2 separate regions of the Sus scrofa genome follow, and region 2 is linked to region 1. Evidence: chromatin contacts called from public HiChIP or PLAC-seq data. All regions are on one chromosome and are shown on one strand. Each heading gives the region's core, a stretch centred on a gene start, on an enhancer-like site or on the middle of the called end of the contact. The rest is flanking DNA. Distances are from core to core; before and after follow the strand shown. Region 1 holds the start of PLK4 (serine/threonine-protein kinase PLK4). Region 2 holds the start of MFSD8 (major facilitator superfamily domain-containing protein 8).

Region 1 (3,032 bases), core at 101-2,600:
CTTTTGAAAATGTAATGGCAAAAACAAGTATAAATGGAAGACTGGACACTGGAACCAAGTACTCAAGCATTATAACATTTAAAGAAGTATTTCCAGAAACGAAGGGAAAAGTTGATTTTTCTCTGAACAGGGTTTTTACACAGCTTGAAGGTAGACAAACTTAATATACCCATTAATGTAAAGAAAAGAGCTTTCCCTTTAGAAAGTTTTTGAAGTAGTTCTCTGCTACATATCCTTGTTGAATACAACAATCTTATCATCTGATAAAGTGTATCGTACCAAATTTAAAGGTCTTTTTTGACCAGTCTATTAACACGTGTGTGAGATCTCTTAAATGTGAGTTATTATCCAAATGACATATATTTACTATTTACCAAAATACAGTTTATTTTCTATTTACTTATTTATTTATTGTCTTTTGTCATTTCAGGGCCGCACCCTGGGCACACAGAGGTGCCTAGGCTAGGAACAGCTGCTGGCCTATACTACAGCCACAGAAACTTGGGATCCGAGCCATATCTGCGACCTACGCCACAGGTGACCACGATGCCAAATCCTTAACCCACTGAGTGAGGCCAGGGATCCAACCCGCAAGCTCATGGTTCCTAGTCAAGAGTCGTATCCGCTAAGCCACGAGGGGAACTCCCAGTTTATTTTCTTTAAGCACCTTACACATTTTTTACAGTTATGAAAAACTGGAGTAAGCATTGGGGAGTAATGGAATGCTTACATCAGGTAATTTTTTTCCCTTGTGCTGTTCCACCAAGTTTAAACATTTGAAATTTAATTATCGTTGTAAACCCTTTACAGAACTGGAATAAGTAGCTTTTCAGACAGTGAGGTAAATAACTGACCGGTTGTAAATGCCTCATATTTCAGGCTGCCTTTTTTACTGTCTCGCGCAGGTCTTCCACAACTTAGAATGCCAACTCTTGCTTCCAAGCTGTAAGGTGCAGAAGCACTTCCGGTCTTCGGTCCAGAGACTAGCCGGGAAGGAGCCTAACACGCATGCGCGCCCCGGCGCAGCCTCTCCGCAACTACCCGTCTCGTTACGTCACCTCCAACCTCCCTTGACGGCAACCGGCGGGAGTTTTTCAAAATGGGAGCGCGAAGGCGCCACCCAGTCCTCGGAAGGTGCCTGGGAGACCTTTCCGTGGCTGTACTGTCGTCGCCAGGAGCGGCGGCCTAGAGAGCCGAGCCTGATGGGCGCCAAGACCCGCTGGCTGCTTGGAGCGCTGCCTCGAAAAGACTTCGTGAAGGGAGCTAATCCGGGAAGCACGGGCCGGGACCTAGAAATATGGCGACGTGCATCGGGGAGAAGATCGAGGTGAAAAGACTCGGCACTGCTCAGTAGGGCGAGTGGGAGTCGGAGTGTTGGGACTCGAGACCCTGGCTGGAAGGGGATCGGGCGAAGCTAACTGCCGCGGGGCGGGCGCCGAGGTGCTTTGGGAGGGTCCCAACCGCCGGGAGCCCGGCTGTTTTAAGGGCGGAGCGGCCCGCCCCTCACAGACGCGGGGGCGGTGAGACAGGTGTGTTGCTCGCAGCTCCGCCCTTCTGTTCCTAGACTCCAAGGCTTCTGGTCTGCGATCCCGCTCCAGCTGCCGCGCTTAGAGCAGAGCAAGACTGTCTCCCCTTTTTTCAAGGGGATGGCGGTTACCTCCGGCGGGAGCTGCGGCGGGATTCTCTTCAGGCGCTCAGCTCTCAGGGGGTTGGCTGGAGGTGGGAGGAGGGTGCTGAGGCTACACTGAAGTTGCGGAGCCAGACTTAGGATATTCTATCTAGAGCCCAGCCTGGAAGCTCAGCGAGACCTGCAAGGCATCAACATGCTTTCCACCCCAGACACCTGCTGTATTGAGGTGTAATATCTGCTTGAATTTTGAATGCAAATTCCCCTCTTGATCCATTTTCTCTTCTTTTCCAGCCCCTTCCTATTTTTTCCCTTTCTCCTTCTGAAAGTTGTCACACACATTCTTTAATTTTGACTTTTAAGGATTTTAAAGTTGGAAATCTGCTTGGTAAAGGATCATTTGCTGGTGTCTACAGAGCTGAGTCCATTCACACTGGTTTGGAAGTTGCAATCAAAATGGTAAGAATTTTGTAATCAACTTCTTTGCAGGTAACAAGAGATATTTGCTATTTGAAATGTCAGAAACTCCTTACCTGCCAGCCTTTTCTTTATGGTATAAAAATCCCACTGCTTAGGCAGGAGACAGTAGTTCCAAGTCCACCATTTGAACATAAGGTTATCGTAGGAGATCCTTGACCATACTTAAATAACATCTTCAGTACTGTTCATTATACCTGGTATCTAATTATGTGTACTTGGAATAATCGGTAGCGATCAAAGAACAAAAAATAACTTTAAAATAATAAGAATACACTTGTGCATAGTTCTATATTACACTGTAGCAAGCTAAAATACTGTTCTTTTTATCAGAAGTCAGTCTAGGGAGTTCCTGTCGTGGCTCAGTGGTTAACGAATCTGACTAGGAACCATGAGGTTTCGGGTTCGATCCCTGGCCTCACTCAGTGGGTTATGGATCCGGCATTACTGTGAGCTGTGGTGTAGGTTGCAGACGAGGCTCTGATCTCGTGTAGCTGTGGCTGTGGCATAGACTGGTGGCTACAGCTCCAATTGGACCCTTAGCCTGGGATCCTATATATGCCACGGGTGCAGCCCTAGAAAAGACAAAAAGACAAAAAAAAAAAAAAAAAGTCAGTCAGTAGGAGTAACATAAGCAAATTAAGAAACACTTATCTATACTAGTAGGAAAAAGGAAGGATAGTTTTGTTTTAAAGCTTGCTAAATTTTTATTATTATACATAATGATATTTGAGCTATTAAATTTTTTGTTTATTTTATTTCACTTGCTTTTTAGGGCCACACCTGTGGCATATGGAAATTACCAGGCTAGGGGCTGAATCATAATTACAGCTGCTGGCCTAAACCACAGCCACAGCAACACCAGGTCCTTAACCCACTGAGCTAGGCCAGGGATCAAACCTGCATCCTCATGGATACTAATCAGTTT
Region 2 (2,996 bases), core at 99-2,598, 88 kb after region 1:
GTTAGATATATGATTTTCAAAGGCACAGCAAACCAGAACACCCCGTGTAAAGTTGCGAGGAGAGGTTTGCAGACAGTAAAACAAACAACAGATTAAAAAATAATAATAATAAACAAAAAACGATAAGGAATAGTCTATGAAGAACAGTTAGGCAAAAAAAAAAAAAAAAAAAACTAAAAAGCATAGGTGAAAATTATAGCAGTGTAGAACAAATCAGTATAGAAGTAAATAGGCCCAAATGCCTCCTTAGGCCGGCTGGATGTCACTTTGCTACAACATATTTCATCACTGGCATTCATTTTAATGATCTCAAGATAAAATGTAAATAAAATTGCATTCCATATATTGTTTAGTAAATCAAGGACCAGAGAAATACATTTTCCAAATGGTTTCAAAGTGACTTCTAAAAAAGGTTTGGTGCTTAAGAGAGATAAACGAGCAAAAAATTAACAGAATCAGAGACAGCTGAAGTTCAGCTGTGACTTAATTAACTTGATTTAATAATTATGTTTAAAATGATTCTTAGCTCCGTTTTCCTAAAGGTGAAAATACTTCACTGTTTAGTAAGAAACAAACTATAACAATTCTGAATCACAGTCCATAAACTAGAACCAGAATAATCAGAATAGTAAGGGTCAAAATACACTTCGTCCCTTAACTGTTTAAAAATAAGTATTTATACATTTGGCATAGGACAAAAGTGAGTTCGTCTTGGGTTTATCTGCTAAAAAAGTATCAAGAAGTTAGCAGGCAATTAACTGAACACTAAGACCAGTTATTTTCAAGTACCTATTAAAACCATCATTTTCGAACTTTTATGAAATGTGTAAAGTGATCAGTTCTGTAAAGGGTCAAATGCAAAACTTAAAAAAATAAAGGGCCAAATGCAGAGCGCAGTTGCTTGGCTGCTGCATAACTGTTGTGAAGGTCCAAGAGGCTATCTGCCTTTCTATAACCCCTTCACCACAACCCGCCAACTCAAGGCGCCCCCGAGCCGGACGCGGGTTCTCTGAAGTAGAAGCGCATCTCCGGGTCTCGCCCAACCTGCCGCGGCTCCCGCCGCCTAGGCACCCCTCATTGCACCAGCTAAGGCTGACGCGAGGAAAAGCGTAAGTCCCAAGTGCGCAGGAGGGTGAGATGGCCTCCCCCCAACATCCGCTCACCTGCTTCCTGGTGTATGGTCTCCTAAGAGGGGCTCCTGTTCAGCCCCGACCCCAAAGCTCGCCATAGTTAAAGCTCCCACAAAGCTAGAGGTCAACTCTCGCGACACCTCCTACTCTCTCCCATTCCAGGAGGCCCGAAGGTGTCAGAACAGGCCCGCAAGTGCGCATGCGCACCCGACAACCAGAAGTGGGCGGAGCGTGCCAGGTCAGAGGCGGGGTCACGAAGAAGACAGGGCGGGGCGGGGCCGTGGAGATGACAGGGTTAAGGGGTGGGTCCTGAGGTCTGAACCTCCTCCTGGCGTTTCCGCCTCTCCGCCTCCAGGGACGACCTGAAGGAGAGCCAGAGAGGGGGCGTATCCAAACAGCCGCCCCGCCCAGGGTTCGTATGCCTTCCTATGCTTCCCTGTCCGCTACCTCTCGCACCTCAGTTCCTGGAGAGTGTGGTGAAGCTGCGCTTGCGGTTCAGCCCGAAAACAAGTCCCGGGAGAGATCGGTGGCGCAGGGAGTCTCGGCTAGCTGGATAGCAGGCGTCCGCCCAGCGGCCAGTGAGTATGTATCCAGTCCAGGCCGCGCTTCCCAAGCCTCTTGCAGCGCTGCCTACGTGCCAGGAGTCAGGGGCTGAGAGCGCAAGGCTTGGCGGGAGACTCGGGGGTCTGGAGCCCTGGGGAGGGTGGAAGTGCTCGGGCGGGTCCGAGTGAGGTGGGCTGGCGGGCTCTCCCCTCTGTGGAAAGTGGAGGTGGTGACGCGCTGTGCTTTATCTCGCCTGGTTAACTGCAAAGGCCCCTTACCCATAGTGCCTTGTTGAGACCTGGATTGAAGATGGGGGTCCTCCAGCCCCTCCTAACCTGCTGATCCCCAAATTGGAACCCCACCGCCGCCTGCGTGGACTGTGGGCTTTCAGCCTTGCAAGATACCAATCAGCAGAGCCTGCTGCTGTAACCTGGAGGTTAGAAAAGGCACAGCACAAGTTTGACAATGGCCAGCTCTTTTCATCACAAGGAGAATATTTTTAGAAAATAGGTTATGGGTTGTTTTTGTTTGTTTGTTTTCGGTAGATCGAGGTGCTGTTTCTTTTCTGGTGCTTACATATTAACATCTTACCTCTACAAGCAGACTTGTAAGCTAATTGGTGCAGTAGTCATGTGTGTCATAGTTAGCACTAGATACATCTTTATGTGATTTCATTTGATCACAACTATGGGATAGGTAAAGCAGACACATTTATAATTTACAGAGAACTAAGGCCCAGAAAAGTTAATAACTTACCCAGAGTCACTCGGTGTGAAAATGGCCGAGTTGGGACCCAAATTAAACTGTTTTCGATCAAAATGAGCACTTACTCTATTCCAGGCCCTATACTAGTTATGTACTGTATGGTATAAGCCATCACTTTTGATCTTTGTCTTGTTTGTAACCTTGTGTGTAGTCTATTAGATACAGTCCACTGACTTAACAGCTAAACTTGAAATAGGTTTTCTCTTAGTACAGAATTATCTTCTGAATACAGACCTAACTTTGTGTACTTGGATTCAGTCTTGCAAATTTGTAACAGCTAACAAAAACATATCAGATTCCTATGATTGGTCCAAGAAGTACATGGGTAAAATTAGTTTTTTGTTTGTTTGCCATAATGTTGGCTTACTGTGTCTTTGGCTTCTTTTTTAAAAAAATCTCTGGAGTTGTAGCAAATATACAGATGTATATTTAACTAAGGAACTTTAACCAATATTGCATAAGCATAATGATTACTAAACAAATGCACATTGAATGAATACTTATTGAATTACCTCATTTCACCCCTGCAACAATCCTCTGAGGTGGGATTGTTTCAAG

Evidence for each region. HiChIP or PLAC-seq counts read pairs in DNA pulled down with a chosen protein or histone mark.
Region 2: an H3K27ac HiChIP or PLAC-seq map of alveolar macrophages shows a contact between it and region 1. The contact joins the promoter of MFSD8 here to the promoter of PLK4 in region 1. A contact is called at or near these places in 1 of 5 promoter capture datasets (fetal liver), 4 of 47 Hi-C or Micro-C datasets (heart right ventricle, liver, mesenchymal stem cells and 1 more) and 2 of 2 datasets of contacts at active chromatin or transcription factors (alveolar macrophages and skeletal muscle).

What each region holds. Positions count from the first base shown.
Region 1 is chr8:97,011,335-97,014,366 of Sscrofa11.1, reverse strand. PLK4 (serine/threonine-protein kinase PLK4) reads left to right here and starts at 1,350. Exons shown (of 16, transcript XM_021101607.1): 1 at 1,350-1,856; 2 at 1,991-2,086. The coding sequence starts at 1,824. LOC102167943 (a long non-coding RNA gene) reads right to left here and starts at 1,007. Exons shown (of 5, transcript XR_001298442.2): 1 at 855-1,007.
Region 2 is chr8:96,923,415-96,926,410 of Sscrofa11.1, reverse strand. MFSD8 (major facilitator superfamily domain-containing protein 8) reads right to left here and starts at 1,348. Exons shown (of 12, transcript XM_021101605.1): 1 at 1,164-1,348. The coding sequence starts at 1,228. ABHD18 (protein ABHD18) reads left to right here and starts at 1,549. Exons shown (of 14, transcript XM_013978904.2): 1 at 1,549-1,708. The coding sequence starts at 1,549.